Linked DNA regions of Sus scrofa: region 2 is linked to region 1. A link is a contact called in public HiChIP or PLAC-seq data. All regions are on one chromosome and are shown on one strand. Each heading gives the region's core, a stretch centred on a gene start, on an enhancer-like site or on the middle of the called end of the contact. The rest is flanking DNA. Distances are from core to core; before and after follow the strand shown. Region 1 has its middle 140 kb from the start of CBLB. Region 2 overlaps CBLB (E3 ubiquitin-protein ligase CBL-B).

The links. HiChIP or PLAC-seq counts read pairs in DNA pulled down with a chosen protein or histone mark.
Region 2: a contact with region 1 is called in an H3K27ac HiChIP or PLAC-seq map of alveolar macrophages. The contact joins two enhancer-like sites. A contact is called at or near these places in 3 of 47 Hi-C or Micro-C datasets (fetal heart ventricle, fibroblasts and heart right ventricle) and 1 of 2 datasets of contacts at active chromatin or transcription factors (alveolar macrophages).

The regions. Positions count from the first base shown.
Region 1 is chr13:153,340,765-153,347,522 of Sscrofa11.1, forward strand. No RefSeq gene overlaps it. Among named protein-coding and RNA genes, the nearest start is that of CBLB, 140 kb to the right of the region's middle. Within about 2 kb of position 4,782, at least 27 of the 83 cell types and tissues checked have an H3K27ac peak or open chromatin away from gene starts, as enhancers often do.
Region 2 is chr13:153,677,665-153,684,415 of Sscrofa11.1, forward strand. All of the region lies in intron 17 of CBLB (E3 ubiquitin-protein ligase CBL-B), which reads left to right. Among named protein-coding and RNA genes, the nearest start is that of CBLB, 200 kb to the left of the region's middle. Within about 2 kb of position 2,932, at least 3 of the 83 cell types and tissues checked have an H3K27ac peak or open chromatin away from gene starts, as enhancers often do.

The sequences.
Region 1 (6,758 bases), core at 3,532-6,031:
GAAGTGAAATCAACTTAAGTGAACTGAATCGAAGTATATACAAAATTAGTGACCAAATATTCAGAAGCTTGTAAGGAAAAAAAAATGCAACCTGTAATTACAAGGGAATTGAACAAACTGATTTAAAAGACAAAAAAAAAAAAAAAAAGAACTTATACCAGACTTATAAGAGCTTCATAAGGACTAAGGCTGAAATAAACATGAATTTAAAAGGATTATATCAGGGAGTTCCCACTGTGGCTCAGCAGTAACAAACCCAGCTAGTATCCATGAGGATGTGGGTTGGATCCTTGGCCTCACTTAGTGGGTTAAAGGATCCCACCTTGCTATGGCTGTGGCATAGGCTGGTGACTACATCTCCAATGTGACCCCTAGCCTGGGAATTTCCAAATATGTGGCCCTAAAAAGACAAAAAATATAAAAAAATAAAATAAATAAAATAAAATAAAAGGACTATAGTATAATATATCAAGAGTCTAATGTATTGGTTAACATTTGCCAAACAAGACTAAAATTTGGACTGGCCTCGTCATTATGTATTTATATATTGTTTGTATTTTTATATTCATGCAGTGCGGTAGTTTTGCATGGTGACCAGCTAGGTAACACTACTTTGCTGAAACGATGGTATGGCTAAGATCCCAGAGTCACAATCTTTTGAGGAGATGTACTAGGCAAACTCAGGAATTGATCATTCGGGAATTGCCGTGAACTCAACTGGGGAGTCTTCACTTAAGCTGTTTTTTGTTTTTTGTTTTTTTTTTTCTCATTTTTCATGCTTAGGTTCTGATGCTGATTTTGTTAACTCTTTGAAAACAGTTTCAGACTTGACCACAAACTCTTGATTCACTGCAATTTGAGCTTTACCCTCTCCTGTACTTCTTGGGTCTGATGCCTAAAGATTAGAAGTAAAGCCCATCAGCACTGAGCTTAGCCCAGACATGGAACCATCTACAAGGCTCTGGGAAGATACCTGGAGAGGCTTCCAGGACGAGAAGGAAGTGCAGAACAAACCAGAGCAGAACACATCTCAGGTCTGTGTTCCTCACAGGAGAGTTAAGCCAAAAGATATGAAAAGTACAAAAGCAGTTTTGATCTGGTGCTGATATACTTTTCATTGCTGCAGATGTTAATCTTGTGAATTTCACCACAGCATATAGCACTTTTTATGAAGAGCTGATAAAGAGCACACATAATGAAAGAATAATGCTTTTCCCCCCAGTGGAGCAAGTGCTAATGGCAGTAGGCAGCATATTGATTCTAATGGGAACAGAACATGGTGTTTGGGACAAATCCACTTCAAAATAGCAGACAAGCAAATTAATTTAATAATTTCAACAAAATGTGTGCCTGCTTCCTCTTGTACATTTCTCCTCTTTGCATCTCTGGGTTTGCTCCAGGAGAACCTCATGACTAGTCAGACCTGCCCTTACCTCACCCACTCACTCAGCCAAATAGATTCAAATCTCATACCCTCCATCCTCCTCTGTCTTCCCCCAGGAGGCCATTCTGGTTTGTTTTGTTTTGTTTTGTTTTGTTTTTAATGGCTACACCTGTGGCATATGGAAGTTCCCTGGCCAGGGATTGAATCTGATTAAAGAACCTGTGCCAGGTCCTTTAACCCACTGTGCCAAGCTGAGACTCGAACCTGTGCCTCTGCAGCAGCCCGGGCTGCTGTAGTTGAAATCTTAACCCACTGTGCCACAATGGGAACTCCTCCAGGAAGCCATTCTTGCCCCTTTTCACCTAGTTGACTGTTTGTTATTTATCACATGCCTTAGGGTGTGAATAATTCTGCCATATTCCATTTCAAATAGCTTCCTTTTGTGTGTGACTTTTTTCCAATAAATTAGTGGCTTAATAGCAGTAAATGTACATACAGAACATCCAAATAGTTCGAAATACATCTTGATCTGAATAGAAATTTAAAAAATGGTCTAGCAGTACAAAATTCAATCTAGTCTAACTCTCCTAATTTTTAAAGATTTACATATTTACATACAAATTATCACATAACAGGTATGATTTTTTTAGTATAATAATAAGTAATCACCTTTAGAGAACCCCCCACACACACCATTTATTACTTTCTGTGCCTGAAATACTTCCTTTACACAGCTCTTCCCTATTTCTATTACCACCACTGCTACAACTACTACTACTACTATTGCTATAAATGTTACAGCCATCACCACCACCAAGGCCACCACTATTATTATTGCTAAGACTTGTTCTTCAGGTGTCAGCCTTATCCAATGTCTCAGACAGGCTGAGTCCTCAAAACTAGTGTTTTCTTATCAGTTCCTGCAGCCTACATGAGTTGCTAATAAGTGGAGGTATTAATCTCCTCACCCCCTGTTGATCTCATCTGCTAATCAGTTACCATCATATACTATCACATCGAATAGCGTGTCTTGAAAGGAAGAAAGTTAACCCTGCTCTAACCACCACTACCTCTCTCCTTCCTGGTATGGATGGTAAATATCTGTGATTCTTTCATGCCAAGCAAGGAACAACATGAAGGCAGGGACTTACCTTTTTACACAGTTCAGACCACCCATGCTTAGCAGTGTCTGGCATATAGCATGTCATCAATATGTATTTGCTGAATGACTATATAAAGTGGCCATGTCTACATTTCATAGACACTGTAAAGACAAAAGGAACTACTTTGGGTTCTGTCTGCCTTTCTGGAGAGCTTGAATGACAGAATCAAAAATGTCAGTCTCCTGATGGTTCTCAGAGGGCAGAGGATTTCAGAAACAGGTTGTCAAGAAAGAGAACAGAGTGATGAGATAAGTGGAGACAGAAAAGATGTCAGAAGCATTAAAATAAGCACTGGTCAATAACAATCAATGTTCTGCTTAGCTTGTCATGATAGGTGGAAGATTGTGGCCTTGAGGGAATGGGTCCCAGGAGGCAGGAAGTGGACTTTCAACAAAGGAAACCAAAAAGATATAGGAAATGTATATTAAGTTTCTCATTATTTCAGTGGAGCTCTAATTTTTGAAATATATATATATATATAATTTTTGAGATGTAATTTACATACTACAAAAACTCACAATCTACAGTATACAGTTCTATGATTTTTGACAAGTATAATGAGGTATAACAACCACACAATCATAATAGAAAACATTTTCCCTTACCTTCAAGATATTCCTCATTCCCCTTTCTCAATCTCCTCCTTCCTCCATTCCTATTTATCTGCCTACTGCCACTATTGTTTTGACTTTTCCAGAATGTCACATAAATGAAATCAAACAATATACAGATTTTTTAGCCTAACTCCACTTAACGTAATGCATGTGAGATTCACCCACATTTTTGCATGTATTAATAGTCCATGTCATTTTATTTTATTTTATTTTGCGAGGGCTATTCCATTGTGTGTAAATATGGCAGTTTATTCACTGATTGATGAACATTTAGGTTATTTTCAGTTTTTTTTATTACATCTAAAGCTGCTATAAACATTTCATGCACAGGATTTTTAGTGAGCATGTATTTTCATTTGTCTTCAGTAAATAGCTGGGAATGGGATTGCCGGGTCATAGGATGAGTGTATGTTTACCTTTCTAAGAAACTTCCATTCTGTTTTCTGAAATACTTCCTAAATTTTAGTTTCTTAAATTGCTAACATCCTATCTTCATGCATAACCATTGGTAAGGCTAAGGTCTTGCAGATGGTATATAACTATAGTAAGAGAGAAATAGGATGCACATTTTTGATGGGAAGGAAAAACAGATCACATGTGAAAGTATACCATGAGGTATCTTCTGATCTGGCCTAACAGTCCCTATTTTGAAGACATAAGTCAAGATGAAATCAAGGTGGGAGATGCTTCCTGTCAGGTATCATTTACAAATACCCATTTGGCTCTCCTGGCTCTAAGGCTCAGTGCTTCTTGTATTATATACACACCTTGTACCTTCATACACTGATCTGACTCTGGGCTCTATCAGAGGGACTGAGAATGTAATTCTAAAAACTTCATGTGTGCCAGGAAAAAGAAATCATGCCTCTCTGTTTGACAGCATTAACTGTGTCCTGGAGGTTCTTTAAGAAAGGGGAAAAAAAAAAAAAAAAAAAAAAAAAACTAAGAAAGAAAATCTTACTCAAAATACATTTTTTTTTCCTTCTGGCACATTTCCTGAATCCAGCTGGAACTGGAAAAGCATGTGCCAAAATGCAGTTTGGAAAAGTGTTCGTGTTTGTGAGTGTTTCGGCTCTGCCTGGAACCAAGAAGTAGCCAAAGTCTTAAATGTGAATGAGTTCCCCCTGAGCCTTCCAAACTAGTCATATAGTGTGATTTTACCTGGCATTATTGCCATCCAAAGCTGTAACTCTGAGTCTCCAAATATAAAATTTCAGGAAGGAGGTGTCTAATTCCATTAAATAAAGATTAATGAAGATTGGGGTAGACAATGGAAAATGCTTCTCTGCTTCTGTTTGCTAACACTATCAGAACTTTGTACAAAATGTATAAGGCAGATGCCTTCAGAAAGAGAGGGAAAGGATTTAAGAAACCCATGAGCCCTGTCCCTAGAGATCCGGAAGCACTGAATTGGTTTACAGCTCTTCCTGTGGCTGGAGGGAGTAAATAAGCCCCTGTCCATGTGTCAGTTCTTAAACTGGCAGGGGCTATATAGGGCTCAGATAACTCAGTGATGATAGAGTCCTTCAAAATAACTTTTCACATAGTGAAAATAGCACTCTTGACGAGTAGCTCTTCACGAACACTGATTGAGAGTCATACTTTAGTCACCACACATGACCTATCATTTATGACTTGCAGAGCACAGCTGTTTGTGAGTGATCTCTGATGAGTTGTCTTAATAGGAGAAGTTGAGCAAGAAACTTACAGGCTTGTTGCTCATTAATGCTTTCTTGAAACTCTGTGAGAGATACAAGAAGCTGCCCAGAATTTAATAATCATAGAAGAGTAGTCACAGCCCTTATGAAAAAAAAGGAGAAGCACAGAGAAATGAAGCCATTTAGAGTCTGTCAGAGAACAGTGAATTTCAAAAACAACCCTTCTGTTTCATTAAAAATTTATTTATTCAAGTTTAATGTACTTTGAAATGAATTTGCATTTTATAAAGAACAGAATATATTTTCATAATACTAGATCAAGGAAACACCACCCCAGAAAGTTTACTTATATACTGTAACAAGGTCAAGTGGGTTATGCCCTAAATTCGACATACTTGAGTATTAAATTCATGTTCTATAAATTACTCATGATGACATCTTACCTTATAATATAACGTGGCTCTCGATCAAAGCCTTCTTGAAATACACCTTGCACTTCAAGCTCATTTGATCTGAATATACCCATTTTTAATTCCTATCAAAGAAATATGTATAATTCATTTCCTGAAAGTGCACATAGTGAGAGAGTAAGAAATTGAATTTGTTTCTTCTAAAATAATCTTAAATGCTCAAGGGCCTATCATGCAAAATCTTGGCTTACAGACTTCTGGTTCCATTTTTCTGATGAGGAATCAAGCCACAGAGTATTTTTCTAAAATACTTTCTAGCTCATTAAAGTAAAATTATAACATGTTAGACTATTGGGAAAATTTAATGCAGTGGTCTGTAAACTATGGCCCATGGTCTAACCATCTGTTTTTGTAAATAAAGTTTTAGTGGAACCAAGATGTTTCCATTCATTTAAGCAGTGTGTATGCTTTCCTGCTATAGTGACAGGGTTGAGTAATTGTCACAGAGACCATATGGCCCACAAGCTGAAAACTCTTACTGTATGACTTTCAAAAAAGAGTTTGCCAACCCTTGATTTAGTCTATGCCCTACCTTTTATAATAACCAAAAACACAAAAGATTTAACAATTTCCATTACTGTTTGAGACAGAGGAGTTTATTATCATATTATGAAATCTTAAAATTCCAAAAATAGGTTCTGGTTTGGTTTCCTTTGATATATATGTGAGAAAATCTCCTTTGTCCCTTTGTACTAAAATGAGATTGAACTAGTATGATCAATGGAAAAGGGATGTTGACTCTACCGTCTTTCTCAAAGACCCAGATACCAAAGCCTCAGGGAACCTATAGCTTCTTAGTATTTAATGAATTTAAACATTATATACAAAATCCAGTTTTTGTTCAAAAAAGAGCAAAGGACTTTAAAACAAACTAGGTGCATATAATGAGATTGGAAAAATTACAGTAAGGAGCTATGACATAAATCAACCACATGACTCTTCTTGTAATGCTTCCCCTTTTATTCAGTTTAGTTATGACAAAAAGGAAGCACTAGACATTGAAAGGGCAATTGGAATGCTCCTCAGTTAAGTTGTGAGCTGACAGCTTTCTTCAAAGGAGCCTAAGGCCATACTGTAAGAAAGCCCATGAAAGCACTTGACTCCAAGGTGTTCTGAAGTCAGAAAATATCAGAGCATTTTTATCTTAAGGATGCTTGGATAGGATTTTTAATGCCATGTAAAACCTTGATAAAATCATATTGCAGTGTCCATGAATGGTACCCCCTGGAGTTACACAGTGTACAGCCTGGGAAAACATGTGGCACCACTATTTCTGAAGTCCTAGCACTCTCATTTTTTTTTTTTTTTTTTTTTTTTTTTTTTTTTTTTTTTGCTATTTCTTGGGCTGCTCCTGCGGCATATGGAGGTTCCCAGGCTAGGGGTCTAATTGGAGCTGTAGCCACTGACCTACGCCAGAGCCACAGCAACGTGGGATCTGAGCCGCGTCTGCAACCTACATCACAGCTCAC
Region 2 (6,751 bases), core at 1,682-4,181, 340 kb after region 1:
CTGCTGTGTAGCACTGGGAACTATGTCTAGTCACTTATAATGGAGCATGACAATGTGAGAAAAAAGAATGTATACAAGAATGTATACCTGTATGTGTAACTGGGTCACCATACTGTACAGTAGAAAAAAAAAAATGTATTGGGAAAATTAAAAAAAAAAAAAAAAACAGCAAAAGCAAGAAGGAATTGTAGAATTTAAAAATGGTGCTGTAGAGATGATCCGGTCCAGATAATCCCTGTATATGCTACAGAAGGTGTCCCTGAGGACCAGAAGGGCCCCTGTGTCTGGGTTAAAAGTCATGGGGACAAATGTAGACTCTTTCTCCTGATTCTGACTGCAATAATTTTTTTCTAATGATATGTTTAAAATTTTTCATGTAATATGCTTTAGGGTCATAATTTTATTCAAAAACATAATATTTGGGTAAATTATAACATTAATAGATATGTTTGAAATACCTGCATTTTTTTGCTTTGTTACTGTTTTTGTTTTTAATGTCTCAGTGTATCTACTAAAATTATTGGTCTTCAAGGAAAAATTCAATACATGGCTTTTTTTTTTAACTTGAGTAGAAATAAAAATAGATTTAATAAACCATCCATTCCACTCATCAGAATTGTCAGGAAAAAAAATTCAGTTACGTTGAATCTGCTAATATTAATCTCTTCCATCCAGTTAGTCCTATTGGTGATACTGTGATCTATATTCTGAAACATTTGCCTCCTCAGTTTGGTTTAGTTAAACATAAAGATTTTCTTTTTTAACAGCTGCTTTACATTTGTGTGTTAAGTCATTGAAACCCTTTTAATAGTGCTCAGTTTGTCCTTTGGCCACCTACATACTTCATGGAGAACTTGGGAATCTTAACCAGTATCATTCATCTTTAATGTTCATTTTTCTCAGGTTTCCCCCATCCCCATTGGCTCAATAATTTAGAAGTTAGAGACAATTTGTGGATATAACACACAAACTATTAGATATATAACTTGGAATATATAGCTTTAGTTTCTGAAAGTAGTTTGTTTTCATGGAATAATTTTAAATTAATTTTTTATCTGTAAATTTGGATTGAATTTTCCTCTATGTCACCCACTCTGTGAGATGCCTCCCTGCCCTCATGGAGCACATTATTTCACTGAATGCTGCCAGTCAAAGAGCAAGGTTGATAACCCTGCTAATCCATGCAGAAAGCATGAGTTACTCTTAGGCTCTTATTCATATTAACTATCTAAAACCACCACCATTTTGCTATATTTTTCATTTGCACTTACTCAAATATTTGTTTTACACATGGGCTTTAATTAACATGTTAAAAAAAAAATGAATACAGCTAAATCTTGATTAACTTAACCTTTCCCCAGGCAAACTTCTGGATAGTTTCTGGTCTGATTTTTAAGTACCTATCAGCATTTATATATGTAATTTAAACTCCATTAAATGAAAGCTCAATGTAGTGCCTTCTTTTAAAATTAAGTCAATCTTTCCAGGAGCTAGAACATTTTATACAAATATACACAATTATCTGTTTTTTTCAAAAGAATTGTTCTTTATCGTAATTTTATTGTTTACTGTACTTTATGTAAAAAATCTTCAAAAAATTTTTTTCTCAAGATTAAGTGCAAAAAAATTACCTCCAAATAAAAAAGGCCCCCTTTTGATTAGATAGAATGAAAGTTGTATAAACTATTTTATTTCATATATTGCTTTGTGTGGCTACCAGAGAGGCTCAGTAGCAGTTATCCTTAACTTAGGCTGCGAGGCTAACTTTGGACCAGAGCACAGCTATTTGAACCTATTGACTTGACCTCCTTTAATAAACACATAGAAGTATTTTAATTCCATTGCAGATAATCCCTTGATAACAAATACTTCTAAGAAAAAAAAAATGGCAACATTTTCCTCCTTTCCAGTCTCATACCATTAACAGGCTAAATTTCTAATCTTTTGCTAGATCCTTTATGAGAACCATTGAGACAGCTATTTTTATTCAATTTTAAACCATGTATATAAGACCTTTTCTTTTTCAAAAGAAATACTTAAATTATTCTTAACATAATACCATAGAACATGAAGGTTTCTTTCAGCCTATATGTAAGCTTGACTATATCATTTTGCAAAGTATTTAATACATTACCTTGTCTAAAGAAGTATCACAGAAAATCCACAAAAGCAGTTCTTCACCCTGAATTGAACTTCATAAAAGAATATTCTATAAATGCTAAACAAAAGTTTAACTCATAGTTGTAGAGCTATGCAAGTTAAACAAAGGGGATTGCTAAATTTAAATGGAGCATTTTACTGCTGTCATTTTCACTATAGTTTACTCTTAAAATTGTAGTAGTATAATGAAGGATAAGCCTTTTCTGGCATTATTGAGATTTGGTTTCCTTGAGGAAATTATCCCTAATTAAAGACAAAGGTTGGATATCTTCATGATGTTATATTAAATATCTACTCAGACCTACCTCTTAATTCCAGCCTTCAGTGTCCTGCACACTAAATCAGGTCTATCCTTCTGGCCTTACAGTTCAGTGTCTGCTCTATAGTAGTGATTTTCAAACTACAGGGTCCTATGTTTCTGCAAAGGAGCCTTATGACTCTCATAAGATCAAAAGTGTTGTGGGGAGTAAAGCAAGGGCACAGCTCTGAAGCTGCTTTTATCTGTTTTCTATTTTAGGCCTTCATGCAAGATTTCTTTTGGCATAGTAATGCCCACTGCTGTTCATGAGCCATCTACTCTGGACAGACCATCTTATCTTAACAAAACCTGAGGAGCCCTCCAAAAAGGGCTGTCTTCAAACCCAGGGCTACTGCTTGCATATATGTGCTTTTGCCTGAATTACAAAAAGGCATTTCTTTTGTGCCCTTGGGCTGAAATAGGGTCGTCCCCCTGCCCCCCACCCCGCCTCCACTTTGTGCCAGGGCCAGAGCTCCAGGAACAAAGGCAAGGCTGTATTTAAGCCTCCTCATCTCCCTTACTGCATTTCTCTGTGCAGTGTACAAAATACATGACATATTTGGCAGCACTTCCTGAACCTTTCCTTCACTATATTTCTAACCCAGAATCTCTTCTGAAGTCTCCTCCAATCTAAAAGTCACAATTCAACTCTGACAGCTAGCCAAATTGACTTTTTAGAGACAAAGGAAAGTTCTCCACTGGGATCCACACATGCAATTGCATAAGTAAAATACAAAGAACACCCGGATAGTTAGCAACAATTACTGTAAAGGATTTAGGAGTTTGACTGTAACCTTTATGAAGCACACTCATGCCATTTGAGGGTTGCATTCAGAGTTCAAATCAGAGACAGAATGAGGTCCTCCCCAGTGCTCAGCCAGCGTGGATACCACTGTGTCCAGGTGCTGAAGGATTGATGAGGTAGAGCTTTGCTTCTCAAATTGTGGTCCTTAATAGCATTAGCATCTCTTAGAAATATGTTAAAAATGCCAGTTCTTAAGACCCACCTGGGACTGACTAAATCAGAAACTCTGGGGGTAGGACCCAGCAATCTGTTTTTTCACAAGCCTGTAGGGTGATGCTGATGCATGCAAAGTTGGAGAAACCAGGGCCTAGGCTATTTCTGGAAGAGTGCAACCAGGATGGTAAAGAGAAGTAAAACCACACCATGTAAACTATGGTAGATTAAAGGAACTGTGCATGTTTAACCAAGAGAAGAGATGATCTTAAGTATGTATGAGAGTTGCCTTCATCCACAGTATTTGTGAAAGAATGGCTAGATTTCTTCCTTGTGCTCCCAGACAATAGAAGACCAACCAATGAGAAGAATTAGTGAGAGTTAAAATTTCATTCCTCGTAAGAAGCTTCCTAAATTATTAATAATTCTTGTATCTCAGAAGGGTAGTGAGTTCTCCAAAGCTGGAGGACTTAATCAGTGGCTGGATCCCTACATATGGGGGGTTTATGAATGTCAGTTAGAAGAATGAGGGCAGCCAGAAAAGGAGAAATTTTGTTTCCCCTAAATAGCTTTTCAAATCCTTTTTGAGCAATTAGATCTAGCATTGATATTCTTTTTAATTTTCAGAATAACTGATAAATCTTTCAGATGGCTTTTGGACAGCCCCAGAGGAAATATGTCATTGTTCTAACTATTCAATTATTTTGCCTGTTTTCCTACACTTCAGTAAAAAATTGGAAGTGTTTCAGATAGTGGAGGGTCGGGGTGGGGGAGGAATATTCCCTAATGCTTCCTCTAAGAGATAATCACTTGACAGGTTTCTTTCTTACATGGAATAATTTTGATTGATATGTATTTCTCCACCTCCTTTATAGTTAGCAAACCCTTTCCTCCCAACCTTTCCTTAGTTTTTAATAATCTCTTAAAATAAGAATTAAAATTTTTTCAATTTAGCATTACCATACTGTAAATCACAGTCAGTGGTACTTTGCTTTTTATTTTTTTTTATTTTTTGCTTTTCAGAGCTGCACCATGGCATAGAGAGGTTTCCAGGCTAGGGGTCGAATCAGAGCTGGAGCTGTCAGCCTACACCACAGCCACAGCAATTCCAGATTCAAGCCGTGTCTGTGACCTTCACCACAGCTCACGGCAATGTCAGATCCTTAACCCACTGAGCATGGCCAGGGATCAAACCTGCGTTCTCATGGATGCTAGTCAGATTGTTTCCACTGAGCCATGATGGGAACTCCAGTACTTTGCTTTTTAGAGTAGACTAATCCCATAATGTTCATTCATTTTTCAGAACATGTATTACTATATAAATAGCACACTGGCTGTGATATATATTTTCAGTGTGTATGTTTTAATCCGAAGTGGATATAAAATTTTACTTAATTTTTTAAGAATTTGTTTTTAAAAAACTTTATTTCTTTTCAAATTTGGTAATTATTATACTCTTTGTAGTAACTATTATATGTAGTATCTTTTCCCATCTAAGCAGGAATACTTCCAACTTTACAACTTGCTACAGAAGACCAGCTTAGCCTATACCTGACCATATTTTTTATTATCAAACTTAAATGGAAATTAAAACAAGGAAATATTATCAGGTCTTCTTTAATAGTTAACAAATTTTAGCCTTGAGTTCGCAATACAAATTTCACAGAATTTGAATCTATGAAAAATCTGAATCTGACTTAATTTTTGGTAGTTAAATGTAGATCTTTATGAGTTGCAGGCTATTTACCAAACAGTGTGCTTGGTATTATGTTTCTGTTAGGAGCTATAATTCAAACACGGACCAGTAGCAAACTTAGCATGAAGCCAGATAAAACACCATAGTGATTCAGAACAGAACTAAGTAGTTCATGCTATTTATGGTAACACTTTTAGTGCACCTAGTGACTTTTCAAGTGCAATAGATTAATGAAGTAGTATCATACAACTATATATTTTGTAGTCTATTCATGACTCAGTAATGTGTCAATCTAATGTTTAGCCTTAAATAAACATATGATTAGAAACAGCAAGCCTATAAATTACCCCTAAAGAAATCATGATTGTAAAAGACAGTCTTTTCTCTGAATTAATACTATGTCAGTGATGTTTTAGAATGCACAAGAACTGAAAGTAAATTTAATTGAATATTGAATATTTAAATGTAAATCTTTGGGAAATCTCTAAATTTATGCAGAAATCACCATATTTGGTTCCTCTGGTTAGCCTTCCAAATCAAAAGATTAACATTTGTTGCATGGAATTTGATTTATCTTTGATTCCTTCCTAAAATGTTTTAGCAAAATTAATGAGGCTGAACCATTGACTTTTCAATTATTGAGAACTCAGAATGTAAGACTCATTTTAATCTCAAAATTAATGAAAGCAAATTAAGTAGCCTTGCGCAGGTTAAAAAAAAAAAAGTCTCCAGCAAAGCTGGAGATAATTATGATACTTAAAAAGAGGAAGGAAATAATGACTTCAACTCCTGCCTTACATTATCTAGTCAAAATTTAGTATAAATAAGCATGCATTTCCTTTTTTTTTTTTTTTTTTTTTGTCTTTTGCCATTTCTTGGACCGCTCCCTCGGCATATGGAGGTTCCCAGGCTAGGGGTCCAATCGGAGCTGTAGCTGCCAGCCTGTGCCAGGGCCACAGCAACACAGGATCCAAGCCACATCTGCAACCTACACCACAGCTCACGGCAACGCCGGATCGTTAACCCACTGAGCAAGGGCAGGGATCGAACCCGCAACCTCATGGTTCCTAGTCAGATTTGTTAACCACTGCGCCATGACGGGAACTCCTGAATTTCCTTCTTAACCAGATTCTTATGTATTTTTTAATATCAAACTCAAATGGAAGTTAAAACAATGAAATACTATCAGGTTGTCATCTTCCCTTTTTTTTTTTTTTTTTTTTGCTTTTTAGGGCTGCACCTGCGGCATATGGTTCTAAGCTATGGTTTGAATCGGGGCTACAGCTGCGGGCCTATACCATAGCCCCAGCCATGCAGGATCTGAGCCTCATCTGTGACCTCCACCTTAGCTCAGTGCCAGATCCTTAACCCAGTGAGTGAGGCCAGGGATAGAATCCACATCCTCATGGATTCTAGTTGGGTTCGTTAACCACTGAGCCACGAAGGGAACCCCCCTGGTCTTCTTAATAGTTACAATTTCAGCCTTAAGTTAGCAATACAAATTTCATGGGATTTGAATATATGAAAAATCTGAATCTGTCTGTCCTAATTTTTGTTGGTAAAAAGTAAATCTTTATGGAGTTCCCATTGTGGCTCAGTGGGTTAAGAACCCAACAGTGTCCATGAGGATGTGGGTTTG